Regions from separate parts of the Gossypium hirsutum genome. Here region 1 is linked to region 2. A link is a contact called in public Hi-C data. All regions are on one chromosome and are shown on one strand. The core of a region is the stretch at or near the end of the contact, and the rest is flanking DNA. Distances in the headings are between cores, read along the strand shown.

Region 1 (5,316 bases), core at 2,765-5,264, 260 kb before region 2:
CTTGGTCTTTTTTTTTTCACCTTTTGGTGGCAAATTTCAATGCTTTTTACTATATCAATTACCATATTTGTTCAAAAGTTGCCCTTCTCTTTTCTTGAGTTCACCCCTTAAAATTATATAAAATATAATTACTAAAACGTAATCGAGGGTTTTTTTCGATGTATGGTGTCTATAATCGTTGAATTCATTAAAAGAAATAACTAATATGTTTTTTTTACTTAAAAAAAAGAAGAAGAGAAAATTACTTTAACTCAATAAACGGAGATTTCTCAATAACCATCAAGCCTTTATCTCTATCAAAGTTCATTTTAGTTATGCAATCAGCATTCTTATTATTTTCTCTTAGAACATACTGTAAACCTTTTTAAAAAGTTGATGAATTCGTCGTCTCAATGTAGAGTTTGAGGGTGTCTTGAAACAATCTCATATAGCCTTCGTTGCTTCCATGCTGTCTGTCAGTCTATATCAAAATTTTCTCAAAATTCCTACTCAACATAATATTCAAACTATCCATAATTTCCCATAATTCAGATTCAAAAACTAAACAATTTTCCAAGCAATCCACTTTCCTCCCTGACTCTTCTTGAAACAAAATTACTGGAGTCCACCTTAACCGCTCCACCAATATTTAACTGAACTAATTATTTGTCCGAGGAATTGCCTTTTTAACTTGCTGTCACTTGGCCATCCTTATGAAAGGAATCTAACTTTATGAGACTTTGACAACCTCACTTATGCTCCATTACTTTTTTAAAAATTGAAAATTACCATCAAATGAGTCTGAAAATAAAGAGTGAAATTAATTTATTATCCAAAATTATATATTATCACATTGAAAGTGTCTCATTCTTAAGGGAAATAAATGGTTTTTACATTCAAAGTTTGAAATTTCTACCGAGTATAAGTTAACTTTTATTTTTTAACCCCACATGTGTAATTGACCATTTACGTATTTTGGAAGCTTGATTTGATAGTTGCATATAAAAGTTGACAAGGTGAAACTCAAAACAAAAGATGCATTTTGCGTCATATACAAACCGATAAGCAGGCCTGGTACAGGTGTAAAGATCTGACGGTATCCAACGGTCAGGATTGAATGGCCAAAATAGCGTTCAAAGCAAAGATGATGCCAAGTCCTATAAATTGATTATAATAGGGTAAATTATAGTTTAATTAATTAGGAGTTTGTCAGATTCCATTATTAATTGTTGATGAACAATGGATTTTTTTTCCTCCCAAAGATCACGCCTGAAATCCATCCATTGTGCATCGCTAGTGAGTGAAACATTTTCAATTTTATAAAAATAGAATGAAAGTAGTGAAAATCCGAGAGCTGACTTTTACCGCTTGAGGTTGGCAAAGTGAAGCTAGTATTCAACGTTAATTGTCAACCTGCATGCTTCACCAGTACTCAAATCCTATCATTTCATCCTGTTAATTGTTGTCAAAACCATATCTCTCTTTCTTTCTATCCTTCCATCCACTTATTTTTCTGGAAAAACCTAACTCTGATATATCTGCTACAAATATTAAACCAGGGAATATTCAATTTTACATTAGTCATGAGATGGGTTTGCATTATAGGATTGATTCAATTTGATGTTAAATCATAACAAATCATGTATTTTAATAAAATAATACTATTAATTTCATTGAAAGAGAAGCCTTAAACTGCTGAATTCTCCTCTTCAATTTCAGTTGATTTATTAGATGATTGCATTCGTTTATAACTAAAATAGAATATTTTGAGTTTCAACATGTATAGTGAAAAATAAATTTAATAAAATATACTTTTAGGTAATATTATTTTTCATAAATTAAGTATCACATTCTTATATTCGAGTTAAATGAACCAAATAAGGTGTAGTTAATTGTTTCATTTCTCTGTTAAAATTTTGGATGTGACAAATAGGTGGTTGTTATGCACCTATAACAACATCTAAGAAACCTATGAAAACATTTGAGATTTAAATAATATTCGAAATTCTTTTTTATATTTTCAAATTAAAAACTATAATATATTTATAAGTTTAATTTAGATAACATATTTAATAAAATTTACAAATGCAATTTTATTTATTAGAGATTATTTTCATTTAGTAAAATATTGTTAAGATTTTTATATAAAATTTAAACATTTTATTGAAATCTAAATCAATCTTTCATCTTCTTATAACCCCTTATCCTATTTATATATTAGAAAATGAGGAGTCTATATAGGAGTATGCTATTATTCTCATCTATTATTTTTGTGTTCTTTGTATTATTATCATTATTTTATAACAAAATCATATGTTAACTACAATTTATTGGATTAATTCATTCAAGAATATTCCTAATTTTACTAAAATTGGAGACAAAAGATTATAAGGAATTAGTTTAGATAAGAGTGAACTTCTCTTATTGTATTAGAGAATAAAAATAAAATATAAAAAATTGGTTCTACAACAAAGTAAACTATTATAAGAATGATGGTTTTTACAAATAATTTTATATTATGATAATGGAGGTAATTTTTTTTATGCATCTAAAATGAATTTTTTTATTAAAAATAATAATATTTTTTAACAAATATAATAAAAATAATTTATTGACGTAATAGAAAGTAAATCCAAGTATACAACCAAAATATACAACCCAAAAAGAATTCCACGTCTTTCATAAAATATCCACGTCACTGCTCTCCATTTCAAACACTAGCATCATCATACAACCATAACATGAGAAAACCCTAACGGTGATAATAGTGGCACGTTAAAAATCTCCTTAATTTCATTGTCCAAATCCCAAAACGCTGTCCAATTTGACGGCGTCAAAGGCGCATCACCGTTGTCTCTCGCTTTCGTCACGTTTTCGCTTTCTCTCTTCACCACCTTTGCCCGTTTTTCTTCTCCTTCGCTGTTATCTCTGCTCCGTTTCCTCTCTCCGTCACTGGCACCTGACTCCAGCTTCCCGGCTTCGAGAGGGAAATTAAGGATGGCTTTTGAGCCACGTAGCTTAAAAGCGGCTCGGTCGTAAGCCTTAGCGGCTTCGATGGCTGTGTCAAAGGTCCCTAACCATATCCTAGAACCTCTTCGCGTCGGATCTCGGATCTCCGCCGCGAATTTCCCCCACGGCCTTTGTCGGACTCCTCTATAGTGCCTATTGTCTTCAGAATTTGATTTATTCGGTTTGGGCCGAGTTAAATCCGGTTTGTCAAATTGAATCCACTCCACCTTATGGGGTAACGAGATTTTTAGCGACGGCTTTCGAATCTTAGAGTTACAACCCGAGGAAACTTGAGGCTTTGCCGTTGAAAGTTCAGTGATTTTAGGTTTGGTTTCAAATTCTAAGGAACTGGCATTGGATGGGAAGGACTTAGGTGTTATGAGATCTATAATTTGAGGTTTCGACTCGTATTCGAAAACATCACTTCCGTTTGGCTGGAATCCACGGAAATTGGGAGAAAATTTGAAGAGATCATCATTTTCAAGGCAATTAAAGTTAGCCTCTGTGAGAGAGGAACCAGAGCTCGAAGTTTGTGAGTAAAGAGATTCAGGTTGAGAGGTAGAAACTTCCGCTTTTACCTCATTTATCCATCGATTTTCATTGGAAAAATTCCCCAATCCCACAGGAGAAAGTTCATCAAGTAAATAGTGTTGGATATATTGAAGCGCGGTTGATATTTCACTGCTTGTTTCCATAACCAACAAATTGAAAAAAGTTTGAGAAATTTTAGAGAACAGAAAAAGGAAAGAAACAAATGATTGTTGTTGCGGGTTTAAATTAAGAAAGGATTTTCAGGTTTTTTGCCTGAGAGTAGAAGGGGAGAGTGGAAAGGTATTTATAACGCATGAGGAAGGTTGAATTTGAAGACTTGTCAAACTTTTCAACGGGGCTTCGACGATGTATGAAGGTTCAAGGAAGCTACAAACTTTTGTTTTTTTTCACTGTGCAAAAGGGGTTTGTACCAGGTTGAATATTTCACCATCTGATTCCTTGAAAAAGTGGGTCAAATCGAGGATCAGACGGCTAGTGCTTGAGGTAATCTAATTTGCTAAGTTCCATATTATTATTAGAATAATTTATGTTTGTATCTCCTTTGTTGCCTTCTTGTTGCTTGCATTTCTTGGCTGGTTCTAAAAAAGGTTCTCCTTTGCATAAAAATATTTGACAAAGTTTCATAAAACAACTGTTTTAATGATTACGTTAAAGCGTTATTAAGTAAAAGACAAAATTTTCTTGGAGGATGGTTTGGTCAACTGATGTAGCGGTAAACATGGATTAAGATGGAAGCTAATAATACAATATTGAACTTTAATCTTTCTAGAATGTTTTATTTGATTATTACTATTTAACTTGCAAGCAAAGAAGAAGGCTTTACAGGTTATACAAATCCAATTTACATTTGGGTAAATACAAATGGTGTGTGAACTTAAGTTTATTTACCTATTCTCATGTTAAATGCGGATATGTTCAAATTCAAACCCTAGTTCTATGGTGGGGTGGGGGGTGGGGGACTATTTTCTAAGCTTAATTAAATTTCATCCAGGAGCAGTGTACAAGGATCAAATACGATGGCCGGACAACCCTAGGAGTAATAACATATTGAGAATAGAGACAATCATAAGCACTGATGTAATAATAAACAATTAATTAAATCACAAAAGACAGATGGGTTTGCTTTGTTCTTTCATCTTTCTTTTATCATTACTAGGTCTGCAATGAAATAATTTTCTATTTCCTTATTTGGTTTTTTTTATTAGTTTTATTTTGGGCTTTTGGCTAAGTCTATATATATATATCCATACATCAATGCTTGTGTTGTGAAACCTCTTCTGAAGAATGATATAATTAAAGCTTTGATGGAGTAGCATGGCCAATGAATAGATGTTTAGGTGAGAAGTGGTCAATCTGCGGTGTTGTATTACTGATTCCATGTCTTGAGTATCCACTTGGTCTCAAACTCAACCACTCCGATTGTTTTATATGATAAATGCATGTAAAGTGCCTGAGAGCTCATTTTCAAACCTAACCTAACCAAGTGGATTGATGAAAGCTTAAACCGAATCTAAGCGTATTATTGCCAATTCTTAAGTTGTAGCGAAATCATCGAGTTGTAATTATCGTTATGGATAAAGTCATTGCTTAAAGACTTGGGAAATGCATTGATTCATAAAATCTAGAAGCATTTATCGAGTCGTAGTTGGACAAGTATATATGAAAGATGCTTTTTTTTCCATTGTTTTTTACAAGGATTTGTTTTTGTCAATCATAAAAGTATACTCCTTTTAATTTTATGTTATCAATTTTAGATGTAACTGTTCATTATTATAC
Region 2 (5,533 bases), core at 1,818-4,317:
CCAGGGGTAGATAATCAAAAACTACAAATACATGGGAGTCCATCTAAATTTTCCCATCTTGCTCTTGTGTTTTAGATGGAGGTAATATTCCTTGATTTTCTTTTTTAAGTTATTGAACTAGGATTGTTGATGATAATTATCTCCAAACTCTTTCTTTTTTTCTTTTTAATTGTTGAATGTAATCATATTTAAGAGTATAAAGCTTTCATTACATCTAATTATGAGTTGGATCGATGTAAAATTTTAGGTTTATTTTTAGGTTCAAACCCAACCCAAAAAATAGACTCAAAATTTTGTTCAATCCCGTCCCAGATAAAAAAAGTTAAACTCGAGCCCAGCTTGTCCGTGTTAAAAATTTTATATTATTTTTTATATAAAAACAAATTTTAAAAATATAATATATCAAATACACTAAAACATTAAAATAAATGTTTCTATATAAATTGAAAATACATTAAAAAACGTTTTTATACTTAAACAACACTAAAATAGTTACAAATTAGTAAGTAAATACATCTAAAATAATAGCAAAACTAATAAAAAAAACTAGACTTATACAACATTCAAACAATAACAATATAATAGTAGCAATATAATACTAAAATGGCTGCAAAACAATAGCAAGAAAAAAGTTTAGGCAAATCCGGGTCGGTTGGGCCCGAACCAAAAAATCTTACCTGAGATTTGATATGTTTAAGAACTAGACTTTATTTTTTATCCAAACTCATTTTTCAAGCCTATACTTTACCTAAATACTTCTATTTTTCGAACAAACCTTCAAGCCTATACGAATGTCAGGACTAATTTCCATACTAATTTCATCATATTTCATCGTTTCCTAAAATGGAGGTATCATGGGCGTAAATAAGTTTTCTGTAGCTGGAAATATGTTTTTCAATTAAGATACTAAAACTATAATAAGTAATGGTAATACATATTTTTAATGCAATATTGAAATTAGCCACAGAGCATGCAATTAAACCACAACTTTTTTAGAGACATTATAAGATGTTAATCTCATTAGATTTTTTTTATTTAATTTAATGCTAAAATCCCGATTATTTCCTTAATTTAATAAATCTTCAACTATATAAATTATTTTAACCCAGTTATACGATTTCCCCAAGCCTTTAAAAGGGACCATTATCGTCAAAGCTAAGAATCTCTTATCTTCTGCTTCTCAATTTAATCTCCTTTCCATTTTAGGGAAAATTAAGCTATATTTCAATTTTTAAAAATTAGGGATTTAGTTCATTTATTTTGAAACGTATAATAAGACGTGTATTTGTCACGTAACTTTGTCTCGTTCTAAAGTCGAGTTTTTTACAGTTAGATTGCTAACGATTAAAAAATCACCGTCGTTGATTTTCTAACCATTGAGACCAACGGCTATTTAGACCAACGGTCACATTTCTTGATTTTCTAACCGTTGAGACCAACGGCTATTTAGACCAACGGTCACATTTCTTGATTTTCTAACCATTGAGACCAACGACTAATTAGACCAATTATCACATTTTTCCAATGGTCCATTTTTTTTTCTATATATACCTTATAATTTTTAATCTTTTTCATTCAATTATATTCTCCCAACTGCAATAAGGTTGATCGGAGGTCTTTTAATATCAAATAAATCTCGAAATTTAGTACATTTAAGGTGGCTATTACATTATATTGAGAGATGTGGCGGGAAATTGAAGCACAAAAATTAAAATCGATGGTTGTGTACTCCTTCTTCAGTCATGGGCATGGTATTGCTTATCATTTTTACGTCCCCAAGTAAACTTCTCTTATCAATTCCCACTCGTAATAAGGTAAGATTCATTTAATAATATAGTTATCATATTATTTTTTTCATTATTATATTTTGGAATAACATATTGTTTGAATAGGTGGAACAATGACGCTAGTCATATGGGTATCCCGAACGAGCTTGAAGATATCGGTTATTGTTAGACCAACAGTCAGAAGTCGGGATTAGTTTTTGAAAATTTCAATTATATAATAATGGCGTAAGGATTTGAAATTAAATATTAGGTATGTAAAGCTTAAATGGACGTCATACTCTGGTTCTAGAGAATTCAAGAATGCATCTTGGTCGAATTTTTTACGAATCACAATATTTGGCATGTCAATATGTCATTGATAGTTTTTGCAACGATTGAGATGCACAAATTTGATTGGGTGATGCACTGGTTTGAGTTTATGCAAAATATTCTGCCTTCACCCTAAGAGCTCGATGTTTTGCTGCTGTTTTCCTATTGTTTTCCTATCATTTCACTATTATATTACTACTATTTTGTTGTTATTGTTTGGATATTGTACAACTTTGTTAATTTTGTTACTATTTTAGAGGCATCTAGTCATTAAGTTGTACCTATTTCAATGTTATTTAAGTACAAATTTTAATGTATTTTTTCAATTTGTAAGGAAGCATTTATTTTAATGCTTTTTATGTATTACATTTTTTTAATTTTTTATATAAAAAAATTTAATATAGTTCAAGTTTGGATTTAATATCTATAATTCAAGCCAAGCTTAGACAACAATTTAGGCCTGTTTTTTGGGTCAGACCTGATCCGAACCTATTAAACGAGCTTAAAATTCTATTAGGGTCTCGCCCAAACCCGACCTGACCTATAATCAGTTGTTAATCCAATTTACATTCTAAAATATTTAGTAAATTTGTTTTAAAATGGGGCTTGATAGGCATGGTGTCTTGATAAAACTTTTGTCGGGAATTTTTTACAATAAAATTAATCTATAACACAAATTAAGTCCATGAATATAGAAACTAGTTATATGATAAAATTTATGAAAGGAAAAGAGAAGAAGAAAATTGACATAGAAAAACCTTAAAATTCAAAATCAAAATCGAAGAATTTACTGATTATTTGAGTAAAAGTTTTTTATTTTAAAAATACCAATTTGACTTCAATTATTAAATTCTTTGAGATTAAACTTTAAAAGTGCAAAGAGTATAGGGATCGGGTGTACACAATTAGACCAAAACAAAATGCACACAAGTCTTAAAATGAGCTCGGCCGCACATTAACAAAACAAATAGGGTATTTTAAGATTAGGTCTAGCGTCACTCTTATTTCTCTGCCGCATTGGTTAGGGTTTACTGAGCCACTCTCACATTACTTTTTGTGTGTTCTCTTTGTCTCCCCAATTTCTTACCTTCCTAACATCAACCTTAGATCTTTTCTTTTTTCCTCATTAATTCGCTTCCATGGCTTCAACCATATCTTAGGGGTTCTCTTGATTGCTGTTTCTTTTTAAGTTAAGAAAAAAAGAAGAAAAAAAGCTGAAGTTTTCAGTGTCATCTCTTAAACGTTAACAATGGCAACCAAGAACCCTTTCGATCTCTTGGATGATGATACTGAAGACCCAAGTTTGCTTATTGCTGCTGTTGAGCAGCAAAAGCTTGAAAAGCCTAAGAAAGCTCCTGCTTCGACTCCAGCTGCGGCTCAGCCTGCTAAGTCTGCCAAGCTTCCCACCAAGCCACTACCTCCTTCTCAAGCTGGTGACTTTCGTTTCTTCTTGCCTTTTTCTTTTTAACGATTGTCTGTTTTGATTTGAAAATAGCATCCATAAAAGTAGTCAATTTGTTTCTTGTGTTGATTCGGTAACTTAGTGAATTATCTTTGTTGTGATTGGTTTTTGGATTGATGTAAGGTTTATTGGATTAGAGATATATGTAAAACAAAATAAATATGGGGATTTTGTATCTCTCATTAATCTGCTCTTTTGTCAAATCTTACGCCTACTTATTATTTTGTTGGAATGATTTTATTGGGATCTGGTCATTGTAATATTCTTGCTTTTATTGCTGACCTTAGCTTTAGATTTTGTTGGCTTATTGACAAATACTTTTAATCATTGACATGCTGCGTGCTTACTCATTTATCCCGCATTTTCCCTGTCCTTTTATGTAGTGAGAGAGGCTAAGAATGAGCTTGGACGCGGAGGTGGCCGTGGTAGTGGAAGAGGCCGTGGCCGTGGAGGCAGTGGGTTCAACCGTGATTCCAGAGTCAGCGATAACTCCAATGGGTATTCAGGAGGGTACAGACCCTCTGAAGAGGGAGATGGGAAGCAGTATGAAAGGCGCGGCGGCTATGATGGGCCTCGAGGTTCTTTCCGAGGGGGTCGCCGTGGTGGTTTTAACAATGGAGATTCTGGAGAAGGGGAACGCCCTCGCAGGCAGTATGATCGCCACAGTGGGACTGGACGTGGGTTAGTATTTTTCCACTCTTGGTTGTGTGATATGTTTTCTATGATCTCTCTATTGGTTTCTGTTTTGTTTAACCATTGATGGCATCATTTGTCTATACAGGAATGAATTCAAGCGTGATGGTTCTGGACGTGGAAATTGGGGTAGTTCTACTGATGAGATTGCACCGTTAGTATCTTTTTTCTCAATATCTCTTGCAGCATGCATTAAAAATGTTCCTTATTTGATATGTCTTATACATGTTTAAAAATGTACTTATGTGTTTATGTGATGTGAGCTCATCATCATTATCTGCTATTTTGGCCAAAATAAGGGAGACTGAAGAAAATGTCACTGAGAATGAGAAGAAGAGCACTGAGAAGCAGTTTGGAGATGAAGATGCTGCTGATGCCAACAAGGAGAATGCTGCAAATGAAGCCGAGGAGAAGGAGCCTGAAAATAAGGTAGTTTTTTTAATCGCAGTTATGGTTTTGGTTTTGTCGGAAGGTAGTGGTCGGGTAACAATAGTATTTTGGTGATTTCCCTCTATGTTTACTCGTTAATTAGTGATTATGGATAAATAGTATATGCTGATATATGCACCTGGAACTGTATTCTTTATGGGCCATGTGTCTATCATCATTACATTTAAAAGCAATAATTTTTGAAGTGCATAGGATCAGTAGTTGAACTGTAGTTGTAATACAGGTGTTTGTGGAGCCCATTTAAACTAATGAACTTAACTAGGTAATATTTGTTGGAGGAATTTATGTTACTTGAAATACTGGTTAAATTTCACATTCAATAATTATGAACCGGCCAGACTTTCTACTGGAATCAGCTTTAGGGTGATCCAATAATCAACTTGGTTTGGATTTGCCATGTTTAATAAGTCTTTCATGTTAACGTTCTAATTTTGAATGTGTATTTATTCTCCGTCTGTTTTAGGAGATGACATTGGAAGAATATGAGAAGATTCTCGAGGAGAAGAGGAAAGCTTTGGATGCCCTCAAGACTGAAGGAAGGAAAGTTGATGTCAAAGAGTTCGAGTCCATGCAACAACTTTCGAACAAGAAGAGCAATGATGACATCTTTATCAAACTGGTAAAATTTCTGAACTCTCTCTTGTTATATTGTAATCTGTGCTGGGATATTGACTGGGCTTTTTGTTTGTTAGGGATCTGAAAAGGACAAGCGCAAGGATGCTGATAAAGAAGAAAAAGCCAAAAAGGTTTGCATATTTTTCTCAATTTATAGATTGATTATCATCATTTTGTTTAACTAAGTATTGATGCACCTTTGGAGTTTGTATCGCGT

Evidence for each region. A called contact is a pair of places that touch in the nucleus more often than the background predicts.
Region 1: a Hi-C map of leaf shows a contact between it and region 2, with 1.7 times the contacts expected there. The contact joins the promoter of LOC107929377 here to the promoter of LOC107929374 in region 2. A contact is called at or near these places in 10 of 34 Hi-C or Micro-C datasets (anther, callus, leaf and 2 more).

What each region holds. Positions count from the first base shown.
Region 1 is chrD08:57,935,580-57,940,895 of Gossypium_hirsutum_v2.1, reverse strand. It overlaps LOC107929377 (ethylene-responsive transcription factor 5), which reads right to left and starts at 4,014. Exons shown (of 1, transcript XM_016860775.2): 1 at 2,561-4,014. The coding sequence starts at 3,683. The coding sequence ends at 2,706.
Region 2 is chrD08:57,674,587-57,680,119 of Gossypium_hirsutum_v2.1, reverse strand. It overlaps LOC107929374 (RGG repeats nuclear RNA binding protein A), which reads left to right and starts at 3,067. Exons shown (of 7, transcript XM_016860773.2): 1 at 3,067-3,529; 2 at 3,942-4,239; 3 at 4,340-4,405; 4 at 4,551-4,680; 5 at 5,165-5,320; 6 at 5,394-5,447. The coding sequence starts at 3,346.